2 separate regions of the Lathyrus oleraceus genome follow, and region 1 is linked to region 2. A link is a contact called in public Hi-C data. All regions are on one chromosome and are shown on one strand. Each heading gives the region's core, a stretch centred on a gene start, on an enhancer-like site or on the middle of the called end of the contact. The rest is flanking DNA. Distances are from core to core; before and after follow the strand shown.

Evidence for each region. Hi-C and Micro-C count contacts between places; a contact is called where the count stands out from the background.
Region 1: a contact with region 2 is called in a Hi-C map of leaf, with 5 times the contacts expected there. The contact joins the promoter of LOC127078917 here to the promoter of LOC127087793 in region 2. A contact is called at or near these places in 2 of 2 Hi-C or Micro-C datasets (both in leaf).

Annotation. Positions count from the first base shown.
Region 1 is chr5:92,735,205-92,741,086 of CAAS_Psat_ZW6_1.0, forward strand. LOC127078917 (lariat debranching enzyme) reads left to right here and starts at 2,242. Exons shown (of 14, transcript XM_051019331.1): 1 at 2,242-2,651; 2 at 2,855-2,976; 3 at 3,096-3,289; 4 at 3,599-3,781; 5 at 3,872-3,990; 6 at 4,120-4,259; 7 at 5,048-5,164; 8 at 5,515-5,589; 9 at 5,631-5,711. The coding sequence starts at 2,371. LOC127087801 (a long non-coding RNA gene) reads left to right here. Exons shown (of 2, transcript XR_007790041.1): 2 at 1,258-1,592.
Region 2 is chr5:92,365,680-92,372,495 of CAAS_Psat_ZW6_1.0, forward strand. It overlaps LOC127087793 (probable protein phosphatase 2C 60), which reads right to left and starts at 1,526. Exons shown (of 11, transcript XM_051028722.1): 1 at 1,304-1,526; 2 at 1,114-1,232; 3 at 791-854; 4 at 441-549. The coding sequence starts at 1,230. It overlaps LOC127087794 (probable steroid-binding protein 3), which reads right to left and starts at 5,722. Exons shown (of 1, transcript XM_051028723.1): 1 at 5,067-5,722. The coding sequence starts at 5,574. The coding sequence ends at 5,272.

The sequences.
Region 1 (5,882 bases), core at 992-3,491, 370 kb after region 2:
TTGAATAGTTAGTTAATATGTTATGTTTGTGCAGTTATAATTGTGAATTTGGATTCAGTTTTGTCTGTTAATTGCATTGTAGTTAAGTTAGAATGTTAGTATAATATTAATGAAATTAAGTTGGGTGATGTGTGAACGGATTTTGGCTTGAGTTAATTTAATGAAAAATGTTAGTTAGTTGAAGTTAAAATGTTCCTTGTTAGTTACTTTTAGAATTATGCAGGTTAAGTTTAATGGAAAGTTAGTTAGTTGAAGTTAGTGAAAGTAAGATGAGTTAGTTTGAAGTTTACATGAAGTTAGCTTGAATTTTACATGAAGTTAGTTTGAATTAGTTGTCATGTTACTGCTACATTAATACTTGAAGAAACTAAACTCAGTTGTAATCAGATAGGAAGGTAATGAATGTCAAAATATGAAGGATTATTTGTTCGTTTATTTGAAAACAAGTTATGTATTGTGTGAAATATGGACTGTTAGCATATTTGTTGTATCATTACTGGTATGTGTGGATTGTTTATGAGAACTTTGAAATGTGTTGAATTAATCATGAAATTAATGAGTTAGTTGACTTGTTAGATTTATTTGGTTTTGAGTTTGGTTCAAATGTTTGTTAGCATGTATTGGTGTCGGTGCTTGTCGAATATGTTGCGAAATTTTATAATTGGTTAATTGTTATTTTGTTAATAAGTTAGTGGAATATAGAGTTTTGAAAGAGAAGTGTTAGAGTTGATAGTTAGAATATGGTTAATTATAATGTGCTAAAGAGTGGAAATGTTAGGAGTTAAAATGGTAGTTAATAGAAGCATTAGTTGATTTTGATATTAGTTAGCTAAGTGTTTGAACTTGAGGTTAACTAGTTACGGCTATTGAACACTAAATGTTAGCCACATTGTTTGGATACTGGATGAAACTAGGTTATGTGAACAAGTTGTTATGTTTGTCTTAATTGTTTATATATTTTTTAAATTAATGTTAAGGATTAATGGTTGTTATGACTAGCTATGTAGTGGAGCTGATAGTTTAGGATTGTTAGAATTGTGTTAAGGTTAATTGGTTAACTTGTGTTAATTAACTGTTAGTTAAGTAATGAACCAGTTTAGAAAAAATGTGGGCTCCCTTGGCATTGTCTTATGTTTGACTTATGATTTCATTCAGTTTGGTGTTTGATGTGAATGTGATAACTATGCTTGAATGTTATGCTAGCTTTATGAACTCGCACTGATAAATTGTGATTGAATTGTTGGTTGTTTGACGCAGGGCCATAACTAATTTGGTAGGGTGACCTTGGCTTGCAAAATGCATCATCAAAGCATGGCACACAAAATGGGCATGTCATGGAAGTATGGCACCTAAATAAGAAGATGTTTGAAGTCCTTGAAGCAAAATGAGGTGGCTTATGAATTAAGAAATTATGGATACGGATTAGAAATAGTGGTTGACTTTGGTCATCTGGTTGATCAAAAAGTTAATAGTTGACTAAAAATCAACCTTAGGTCAATTTTTGTTACGACCTTTTTCAGAATGGTTTGAGTGAGTTTGGATGGAATTCAACGACAAATATGTGGAATGTTGAAGATGAAGTTTGAAGCAAACTAATTGATCTATTATTTATTATAATTGTTTTATACATTTAATCGGATTATTTTAATTTGAATTCACTCATTAAATTTTTTATGTGATGCATTATTTTGTTTATTTTGGTGTAGGCAAAACCTTAAGCGACCGAATGGAAAAACAAGTCAATATTATATTATGATAATTGGCCTAGAAAAAAATCGAGCAAAAGGAGAACAACATGGAGATATAAATGCTGAAATGAGAGAAAAAAACTACAAATATTAAAAAAAGTTATGACACAATCATTAAAGAAATAGATCACATAGCTAACAAAGTTATTTTGGAAGAATTTGATGATGCTGCTTGTGCTTTTCTAAATGATACTTTCATATCTACTGCTCAAATTGAACCAGAAAAAAATGTTATTTTGTATGTATTAATTTCTTTTGTTAAGTGTTTATAACGCTAAAAATGGAATAAAAAATTATAATTGTTTTTTTTCTCTATCCAATTTCTAAATAGTGAAAGAATAATGAAGTTTTAAACTATTCAAGAAGACCCTAAGAAATAAAAAATGCAGGTTAAAATTTATAAACTTTCTTAGAAAAAGAATAAAGGTTCTTTAGGAAAATGAAAGTAACTTATTTTTCATGCTCAGTAACTTATTTTACATGCTCAGTAACAATAATCTACCGCGGGTTCAAAATGATAACCGAGAAAAGGTGTCAGAGCCAGAGAAATGGTCGAGTTGAGACTATTGTTCCGATAAAACCCAAACCCTAGCTTCAGTTTTTCCGATCGAACTGTGAAACGATGAAGATAGCCATAGAAGGATGCATGCATGGCGATCTAGACAATGTCTACAAAACCCTTCAACACCTCGAAAAATCCCAGAACACCAAAATCGATCTCCTCCTTTGTTGTGGCGATTTTCAGGCCGTGCGAAACCAGAATGATTTGAAAAGCCTAGCCGTACCAGAGCGTTACCGAGCCATGAATTCCTTCTGGAAATACTATTCTGGTTTGGAGGTTGCTCCTTATCCCACAATCTTCATTGGTGGCAACCACGAAGCTTCCAATTATCTATGGGAACTGTGAGTCAGTTCAGTTTTTCTCCTTATACTTATATGATAAGTGCTTTTGCTTTAAGTTCTTATTCTAAAGGCACTTAATTTTTTCGTTTATCCAAACAGGGCCTTAATTTTATGTTTTGTTATATAAGTAGCTTATACACAAGTGCTTTTGTTTATCCAAACAGAGCCTAAGGTGTTGATTTTTTGTGATTGTTCTATTTTAGGTATTATGGAGGATGGGCTGCACCTAACATATACTTTTTGGGAGCTGCTGGTGTGGTTAAGTTTGGGAATGTACGAATTGGCGGGCTCTCTGGAATTTATAAGCATTTTGATTATAAATCAGGTTTGTTTATTAATTGCAATTTTTTGTTCATGTTGCTCCCTTGCAGTTGTAAGTGAAAATAGAGTATTGATTTGAAAATATATAATAAAGAATATGATGTTAGCTGTTTATTGGAGCAGGACACTATGAAAGGCCTCCTTATGATCGCAATACCATCAAGTCTGCTTATCATGTTCGAGAATATGATGTTCGCAAACTCATGCAAGTTGAGGAACCTATTGATATTTTTCTCTCACATGATTGGCCGGTGAGGATCACTGATCATGGGGATTGGGAGGAGCTTGTGCGAAACAAGCCTTTCTTCAGGGAAGAGGTAAGAATTACAATAGTTTTTTCATGTTGATTTGTAAATGAAATTTAAGCTTTTAGTAATGATTACTATTATTCTAGGCATTAAAGCTATTCATTTTTCTTGTACTTTTGGGTAGCATTTAGAAGATAAGAAAAGGTATACTAGTATCAGATTTCTTTTTTGTAAGAAATATAAATGTATAAAAGGTAAATGGGAAGCCGTTAATTGTTTTGGAGCAGTCATGTAGATACATATTCTTTGAACAACATATAGCACATTGTCTGTCTATAACGACAAATTTTTTATTTGTCACGTTGGTAATTTTTCCAGATAGAGGGAAAAAGACTTGGGAGTAAAGCTGCTGCTCAACTTCTAGAAAAATTGAAACCGCAATTCTGGTTTTCGGCGCACTTACACTGCAAGTTTGCTGCTCTTGTTCAGCATGGGGAAGGAGGTCCTGTGACAAAATTCCTAGCACTTGATAAATGTCTTCCTGGGCGTGATTTCTTACAGGTATAAGTGTACAGCCATAAAGCAAAGGTATTCTTCTGTTTTAATTATTTGTGTTGGTCACTATAATTGTGGTGTGTTATGTGCCTTTAGGTTGTTGAAATTGAATCAGAGGCAGGACCTTATGAGATTCAGTATGATGAAGAATGGTTAGCAATAACACGAATGTTCAACAATGCATTCCCTTTGACGCGCAAAGGTGCAGATTTTCGGTGTGTGTGATTAAATATCATTTTGGATTTAAGCCTTAAAAAAAATTTCATTTGTTGTCTTGTTTTTTCCTTTCCTCCACCAACAAGAAAAAATTATAAAAAAATAAAGCTGTATGCACTTTATGACAGAGGTGTAAATCTTGAGATGGAAGATTGTCGCAAATGGGTTAGAAGCAAGCTACAAGAGAGGGATTGTAAACCTTCCGAGTTTGTTAGAACAGTTCCATGTTATGATCCTTCTCAAGCCGGTGTTGAGGGTGCTTCTGCAGGTATGTCTTTGTTCCCATTACAATGTTTGCATTGTAAGCCAGAAATTAAGATTTGTTTAGCTTGTTCTCTGATTTCGGATATTCATGAAGTGTTTGGGCTAATTTCAAGTCCTAGCTACCTAATCATACCCTTACTCATCTTATGTGTTGTTTCCATGCATGTATGTTGTAGATGTTTGCTATGATTAGGAAGTGTTGACTACTGCTTCTTTCCATCTTTATGTTGTATATATGTTTGATTGAGGGCTCATTTGTAACTGATTATAAAGAAAAGGGATTTTAGTATTCAATAATTTATAGATTATTGTTTAGAGATTTTTAAGAAAAAAACTATTCTCTGTTTCTTAACAATGATGAAAATTATTTTTAAAAAAATCATGCATAAAAAATGATTTTCAAGAAAAGCTACTCAAAACAGCTTATTTGATTTCTATGTTTTTTTAAAATTACAACAGACAAAAGAGAAGGCCTTAAATTGGTTTTTCTATTAAAAAAATTTTGTCAAAAATGGTCCGTGAAAGTGTATGTGATCTTTGTATTTTTTAAATACAGTAAATACTATTGTGTCTTCTCCACCCGTACCTTTTTCTAATTGATTTTTCTAACCTTTTTCTAATTGATTTTTCTAACCTTTTTCTATAGTATAGTTTTAGAATGTAGAAAGAAAAGAAGACTGAGTTATCTTATAACGATATTTTCCATATTTTTATTATGCCGTACTGCCATGTTTATATTACTTAAAATGCAAGTATAGAAGTTGCAATTTTAAGATATTTTATCTTTTGCAGTCAATCCCCGGAATCCTCAGACAGAATATCTTTTGCGACTTCTGGAACTTCCATATCTTCTTGATAGAAATCCTGAAGCAAAGGACATGTCACCTTATCCTTCTTTAATTCCAAGCGGTAAATTTTATCCTCTTTATTGGTCACACATGGGATACCAATTCATTTTTGCATCAAATACAAGAGATAGAGAGGAGAAGGTTGGAGAATAATACCTAGGGGGCATATTTCCAAATTATTGTTTATCATTTTTATTCTTTTAGTTGGCACGCTGTTCATTTCATTCTGAATGTTTCAACTGCTAACACAATTACATTTGCATTTTATGTGAAAAAGCTTAAGAGGGGTTATTTGATTTAGTTTGTGTGCAGTACTAATTGCAAAAGTTATGCTAGTAAACATGTATGGTAAGTATATAGTTTTCATCTTTCTCCTTTTTCTTGATCAATTATTTATGTATATGATTCTAGGCCCTGGTGGTAATTATAGCGAGGACATTCCCATTGATGACGTGGATGATGACGATGATGAGGTGGAAAGTGAGACTTGAATTTTAATAATTCGTTGCAATTAACATGCTGGCTAGCTGCTGGTTACACAACATTGACTCCGGCTGTACACACAGGATTGTGGGTTTTCCCTTCTCCAATTTGCAGTTCTGTTGCATGTATGTATATTAACCAACTATTGAAAAGGGTGAAAAAGAACTCTTAAGCCTATCCAAGAGTTAGGTTACAACTTACAATGCAGTTGGGCATCCCATTTAATATCTGTTGTCTAGTCTTTAGGTCATGCCCATGGTTTTGTCAATTGCATTGAAACTGCTAAACTGAGCAGG
Region 2 (6,816 bases), core at 276-2,775:
TAAATCACAACAGGAGAGACGTAAGATATAATGTCGCACATCATGTCTACTCTATAATGTAAGTTATGGAACAGAATAAGTTGAAGACTATGCGATGCAATGCAATGCAATGCCATGATTAGTAACTAACATGCGGGCTACAACTGGTCAATGAAAAAAGATACATTGTTTCTTCATACTTCCTTCAATTAGTCCATGCATGAAACACACCTATGTAAATATAATTGAGACCATTATCAACAGTGTGTCTCTCTATGTTAAAGAAAAAAATGATGTATAATAAGAAATACCAAACAAAGATTTTAGCTGATGATTCAAATGGAAGGTCTTGAATAGTATAACAGCTCAAACTCGGGCAAGCACGAACCCAATTTGTCACTCAGTTATAGAATACAGAGAAACTTCCATTAAGCATAAATAGGACCCTGTTTTCATCTAACCTTAAAAATGATTCTTGAAGAGAAGTCCCAATATCTCCAACTAAGTATGCTTCACTTTTGAGCATCTGTTGATGAAGAAACTTAGCACAAAACTTTGCAACCACCTTACCTGAAATTTTCGGGATTAAGTGAGCATACATAACACAGCTTTGATTACGAATAAGACAATTTCTTTTGGATTTTCTCCTTAACAAACTATGATTTTATAAAAAAATAATATGCACGACGGTTTAAATTTAATAACAGTCATTCTCAGGTTCGGATTCTCATCATGACTTAACCCCAATTAAAACTTAATAGAAGAACCTATTGAATCATAATTGAAGTAGCCAAATATTTTCAAATCTTACCTCCATGACCATCATAAACACCAAAAAACGAAGTAGAACCATCCAGATCAGTATATGCAGCATGCTAACAAAAGAAAACAGAGTGAAAAACATCAGCATATTACTAACAAACAAGCCAAAATGAACTGAATGAATTGCAACACACAAACTTAAAAAACATAATCAACAACATGACATTCATTCCTGAAATCACAATGAAACAAAAGATAACTAGACAGTGCCCTAAATCAATAAATACACTAGAATCCTCACGATTAACATTTCTCAAGATTTGTGAAGAAATAGAAGAAAACGAAAACGAATTGATAAAATTAGCAACTAACAGCATCTTCCATTGTTGCACGCCAGCCTTGCATGGACGATAAACCATATCTAAGATTGTGACTTTCTCCATCTTCAGAAAATTTCTCAGTTTTGGGAGTACTGAGATATACCCCCATTTCTACAAGGTAAAAAGAATAATCAACTAGTTTCTGAAAACAGAAATTGAAGAAGCAAAATAAGCATGCGTACCTGAGCAGAGAGAAATTGAAGAAGAAGAAGATGGTGATGTGATGACTTTTTAGAGACTGTAAAATCAAAATTGTACTAGTAATTCTTTCTTTTTTTCTCTCTCTCTTTGATTCTGTTGTTCTTATCTATTTATTGATTCTCGTTCGGTTATTAATCATGATTAATTTGATGGTGATATCTTGAAGCGTATCGTGCGTACAGCTCTAGGAGATTAGATTAGATTAGATTTGATACGATTTTATATTTTATTTATGTAACGTGTGTTGATAAAGTTAATTCAGTTATATCATGTCATGTCACTTTGTGTCTGATCATAACTATTTTTACTCTAAAAAAGGAAATTTACCCGGAATGTACCGTTCTTATGGAGTCAAATTCAAAAGTTATGTATGGATTTCTTATAAATACTCCCTCCGTTCCTTTTTAAGTGTCACTTTCTTGATAAATTTGTGTTTCTTTTTAATTGTCACTTGTAAAATTCAAGGTAGTATTAAATGCATTTTTGTCAAAATTACCCCTATGTAATTATTATAGAGAGAAAAAAAAGTAAAATGAATGTAGAATATAATTAAGGGTATTATAGGTAAAATGAGAATTATTGTTTAAAAAGTAACAATAATAATTAACTTTCTTGGTATGTGTAAAAAGTCAAAATGTGACACTTAAAAAGGAACGGAGGGAGTATTTACAACTTTTTATATATAATAATCAGAATCTATTGTAAAATGAGCTCAAGCCTCATATATTTGATGATCAATTTAATATTTTTTTTCCATTTTATTTTAAAAAATCCTGATAATTTATAAAGATTATGTTTTTTTTACAGAAATAAAGATTGTTTATTATTGTTACTCATCATCGAATCAATATGAAGAACATGGAGGAGACTTCATAATAAGATTTGGTGACAATGGACAGGGCATAGTAGCGGTGGGATATTAATGATAGAGATTTACCATTAGTAGAAAGAAAGTAGGTGTTCATTGTCAATTAAAAGTTTTAGGTTTTAAATATAAAAAAAATAGATGTTGAGCATTATATAAATGTTATTATTATTCATACGCTAAATTTCTTAAAGTTTTAGATAAAGACATGTTAGTATTTCTTAAAGTTTTTAGATAAAGACATGTTATTTTCTATGATTATTTTTTTTCTCAAAAATAGGATGATGATCTTGTTTTTAAACTCCTTTATGATATTCAAAACTTTTTCTAATTTTTGTAGACTATATGTTAGATTGATCAGGGTTTAGGTATAACAAAATAAATGTATGACATATTTAACCAAATTTATATGCTATAAACATTTATGAGATTTTATCTAACAAATATTTAATTATCATATAGTTTTTTGGGATAGTCAGTTTTATTCGCCTTCAAAATAACTTGTATGGTATCAGACTCTTATGTCAAAAGTTCTCTTAACAATGATGAACAAACTGACATATCTATTTGATAAAGCAACAACTATATTTCAAGTTATGTGGTAAAATAACTTTTATTTGTAGGAAAATATTATTCAGATAAATAGATAAATTCAATTGAATAAAAAAAATTCTAGTGTAAATTTGAAATTTTACATTAAATTAACAAAAACATATTTAGCAACATATAACCAAACAACTCATATATTAATGTCTTAATATTTTGAAAATAAAGATATGAGATCAAATCAATATTTATAAAAAGAAATATAATGTGAAAGAAGGAGAAGGGAGAGAGAGGAAATAGTCACAAAGAAGAGGTAAAAAAGCTTAGTGTGTATTTGGATTGGCGGTGAACAAAATTGATTTTGATAGAATTGAGTTTGTTAGAATTGATTTTAACAGAATTGATTTATGTTTGGATACATTTATGTAAAAGTGATTGTTATCAATTAATGTTGTTTGGATGATTTTTATCAAAATTGATTTTGAATGTATAATTACCAAAATGGACATGGTTAAACACATAAATAAAAAAGACAAAATTAATAATATTTAAACATAATAAAAATTACAAATATATAATAAAATTTGAAATGCAACATAGCACTAAAATATTATTACAATACTAATTTAAATTGAAATATAGTACTAATTTTTAACAATATTAAGTTTTTAGCTTGAAAATAGAAGAAACAGTTGAAAAGAAATTAAAGAGGGCAATGAAGGAAAATTGTAAGAACCAAAATATCATAAATGCAGAATTGATTCTTGCTAACCTCAAAAGCTAGGAATTGTAGCTTCTATTGGAATTGCTTCTAGGAGAGTAGAATTGATTTTGGAGAAAAAATCCAAACAAGAAAATAAGACCACTTTTAAATTTAAAGGAATAAAACGTGAGTTTGGGGCTTCAAGAAGCCAATCCAAACATAGCCTTAATCATCGTCTTTCTTTGATCCTTTCTTTCAAAATATGTAGTATATCTATCTCTTTTCTTTATAAGGAGAAAATTTACTGCATGTTTGTTTCCATGGCAGAATATGCCACAGATGTGCGTCTAGCTAAAGCTAAAATTTATAGCTTTAATTTTAAGCATTGACCATTATACAAGAGAAAAGAAAGAAGAGAGATATTTATTAGATGATATAAACTATAGTTGTCATACCATTGTCTTATACTAATATAAGTTGATTCAATTGCTGAGATAAAACCATGTTTTTTACTGCACCAAATTCATTTTCATACAAAGTCAATTTGATCTTTAAAATTGCATCATGTGACAGTGAAGATCACATTGATGTGTACAAGGATGCTACTGATTCACATGTAATACCACCATCTCTATTTTTTTTAGTTGGCATTGAAGATACTCAAGAGTCATGTCAGCATTATTAGTTGGCAAAACATGGCCCGTATCTAATAAGGCCATCATGCTCAATGGAATTGGCCTTCACATCTTAGTCATAAGCAATCTAGTTTAATATATTAAAATTTTGAAAATATATGAATTTTTATCGGATTCTAAAAATCTCGATTTTAGAGCAACACTTTTGTGAGAGACACACTACATATTCACGCAAAACCTTAAACTTTAAAGTGATAGGTGGATGAGTTCTCTCAATTAGAAATGCTCATGTCTCCACATTTTCAATCAATATAAGACTATTGCTCACATTACTTATCTCCACATTTACGACCAATATAAAACTATTATTCACCCTACTCACACTTAATATATTCTCAAGAATTATATGCGCTGATCGCAAAATCCACGATAAAAGACCCAACAAACATCGCACAGAAAACGCGTGGCAATGTGAAATTTTTTAAAAATGTATGAACTTTTAGTGAATTCTAAAAATCTCGATTATAACACATATTTTCTATTTGGGCTGGTCGCAAAACCCGCGATAAAAGACCCAACAAGCACCATACGGGTAATTCCTAGCTCCGGTACATTTTCCACCGTTAATAATATCGTATTGGGGTGCATGTGCGCGACCTAGTGGTGAAGATTTTATCATATTGGGTTGCATGTGTGCAACCTAGTGGTGAAGATTTGGATCTCGGAGAGTGTCTCTCAAGATCTCATATTTGAATCCGTGCAAATTGATTATCCAAAAAAAAAATATCAGAAGCTTATTTTATAGAACTCTATCCTATCTTCACCTTTTTCTAGTTCCAGTTCAGAGCACTATCACTTGTTATCAAAGGAGAGGTATGACAAAAGGATGCAAAAACACAGCAATATTTCATTCCTCAATTTCACATCCCTGCACAAATTCAATAACTACACCAAAGGCATAATTCGATATATTTGAATACATAAACCCTAATCAATCACACCAATGTTAATTTATTGAATGATTCAAACGATAAGTATAACATCATTTTACATTACCTGAAGCATTAAATTAACACAAAACCCCTTTCTAGAAAGTAAAAGTTCTAATTATTATCGAAACAAAGGGGATTCAACAACATATTCATACAAACACACTCCAGAATAAGATGATTCATGATAGAGATTATAGAGTTGAATTAATTAATTAACTAGGGTTGCAACAACAGGGTACTTAGCGACGAACTTGGTTTCCCAATCATTGAGAACTCCGATCTCTTTCTCGGTGAGCCCATCCAGTGACGAGGTGATGTCTTCTTCGTTTTTGCTCATCTTCGCCAGTGCTCTGCTCGCGTCTCTGCCGGCGAACATAGCGTAGGCTCCGCCGGGACCGTAGAACGATTTGCCGGTGGTGACGTCGAACACGCGACCCTTCACTGCAACGTATATGGGCTTCGATGGATCTGCGCCGTTGTATGCGCTGAGTTGCTGCGTTGTAATCTCCATTTTTCTTCTTGAATCTCACACCGCACAAAGAAGCAAGGTTTCGCTATGGTTTCACCTTTCTATCGAGTTTCAATTTCAACCGCTCGTCCTTTTATCTTTTCATTCCTTCCTTACTTTCGCATCATCTACTTTTTTTTTAATACCAATTTTATCATTCTCTTAAAAATATTATTATTTTTACATTAATTAATACGATGATTTTTCCCTTCCATTTTCACGTTTTTAGAGGATTTTTTTTTAAGAAACCGATATGCGGTAGATATGTGGACTTTTTTCCCATATGTCCCAAAGATAAAAATAAATTCTCACTTTGTCCCATTTTGAATTTTTTTTTCCAATCTATCCTTTTTTTATTGGACGAGTGCATGAAGGCCCATTGCGTCTTGTATGGGCTCGGCCAATCAATGGCCGAGGGTATGAAGAACTTCTTTTTTTAATTTTTTAATATTTTAAATATTTTATTAAGTAGTTTTTTAATTATTATTAAATAATTTTTTAATTAATTCTATACTTAATTAATATAATTGATTTTTTTTAAAATAATAATAATTTTTTTATAAAAATATTTAAAATAAAATGTAAATAATAATAGTTTTTTATGATAATAATAATTTTTTGATATTATTATTTTTAAAATATTAATAATAAAAATGATTATTTTTTAGAATATTAATAATAGAAATAAATTTTTTTTTTAATTCGTAAAAAATATTCCAAAATCTTTTATAATTTAAGAGGGATAAAATATTATTTATCAATTTTTTTAAATTATTTGGGACAAAAAAATGTCATTTATTAAAAATATTTAAAAATAATACTTTACATAAATGAGTATACAAGAGACAGAAAATAAAAGACCATTCGAATTCGAATAATAAAAATATCTGATATGAAATAATACGAATATTATTGTCATTATTATAAGTAATAACTTTTTTTTAGATATAATAAATAATTAAAGTATTTGATATTTAATAATGATTAGATATATTATTTATGAGATTAATTGAAATACACTGTCACTGTAAAAGAGTTTTACACCATCACTTAATTATAGACGTTGGATATTAAAAACAGTTTGACTTTTATTTTAAAAATCTATAAAGTAATACAAACGGGTGATGGTGATGAACCGACGGTGTAAAACTTTTTACACTGACAGTGTATAGTAATTAATCTCATTATTTATTCAATAATTTTTTTTAAAAAAAAAACCTTATTTATAATAATGACAATTATTTG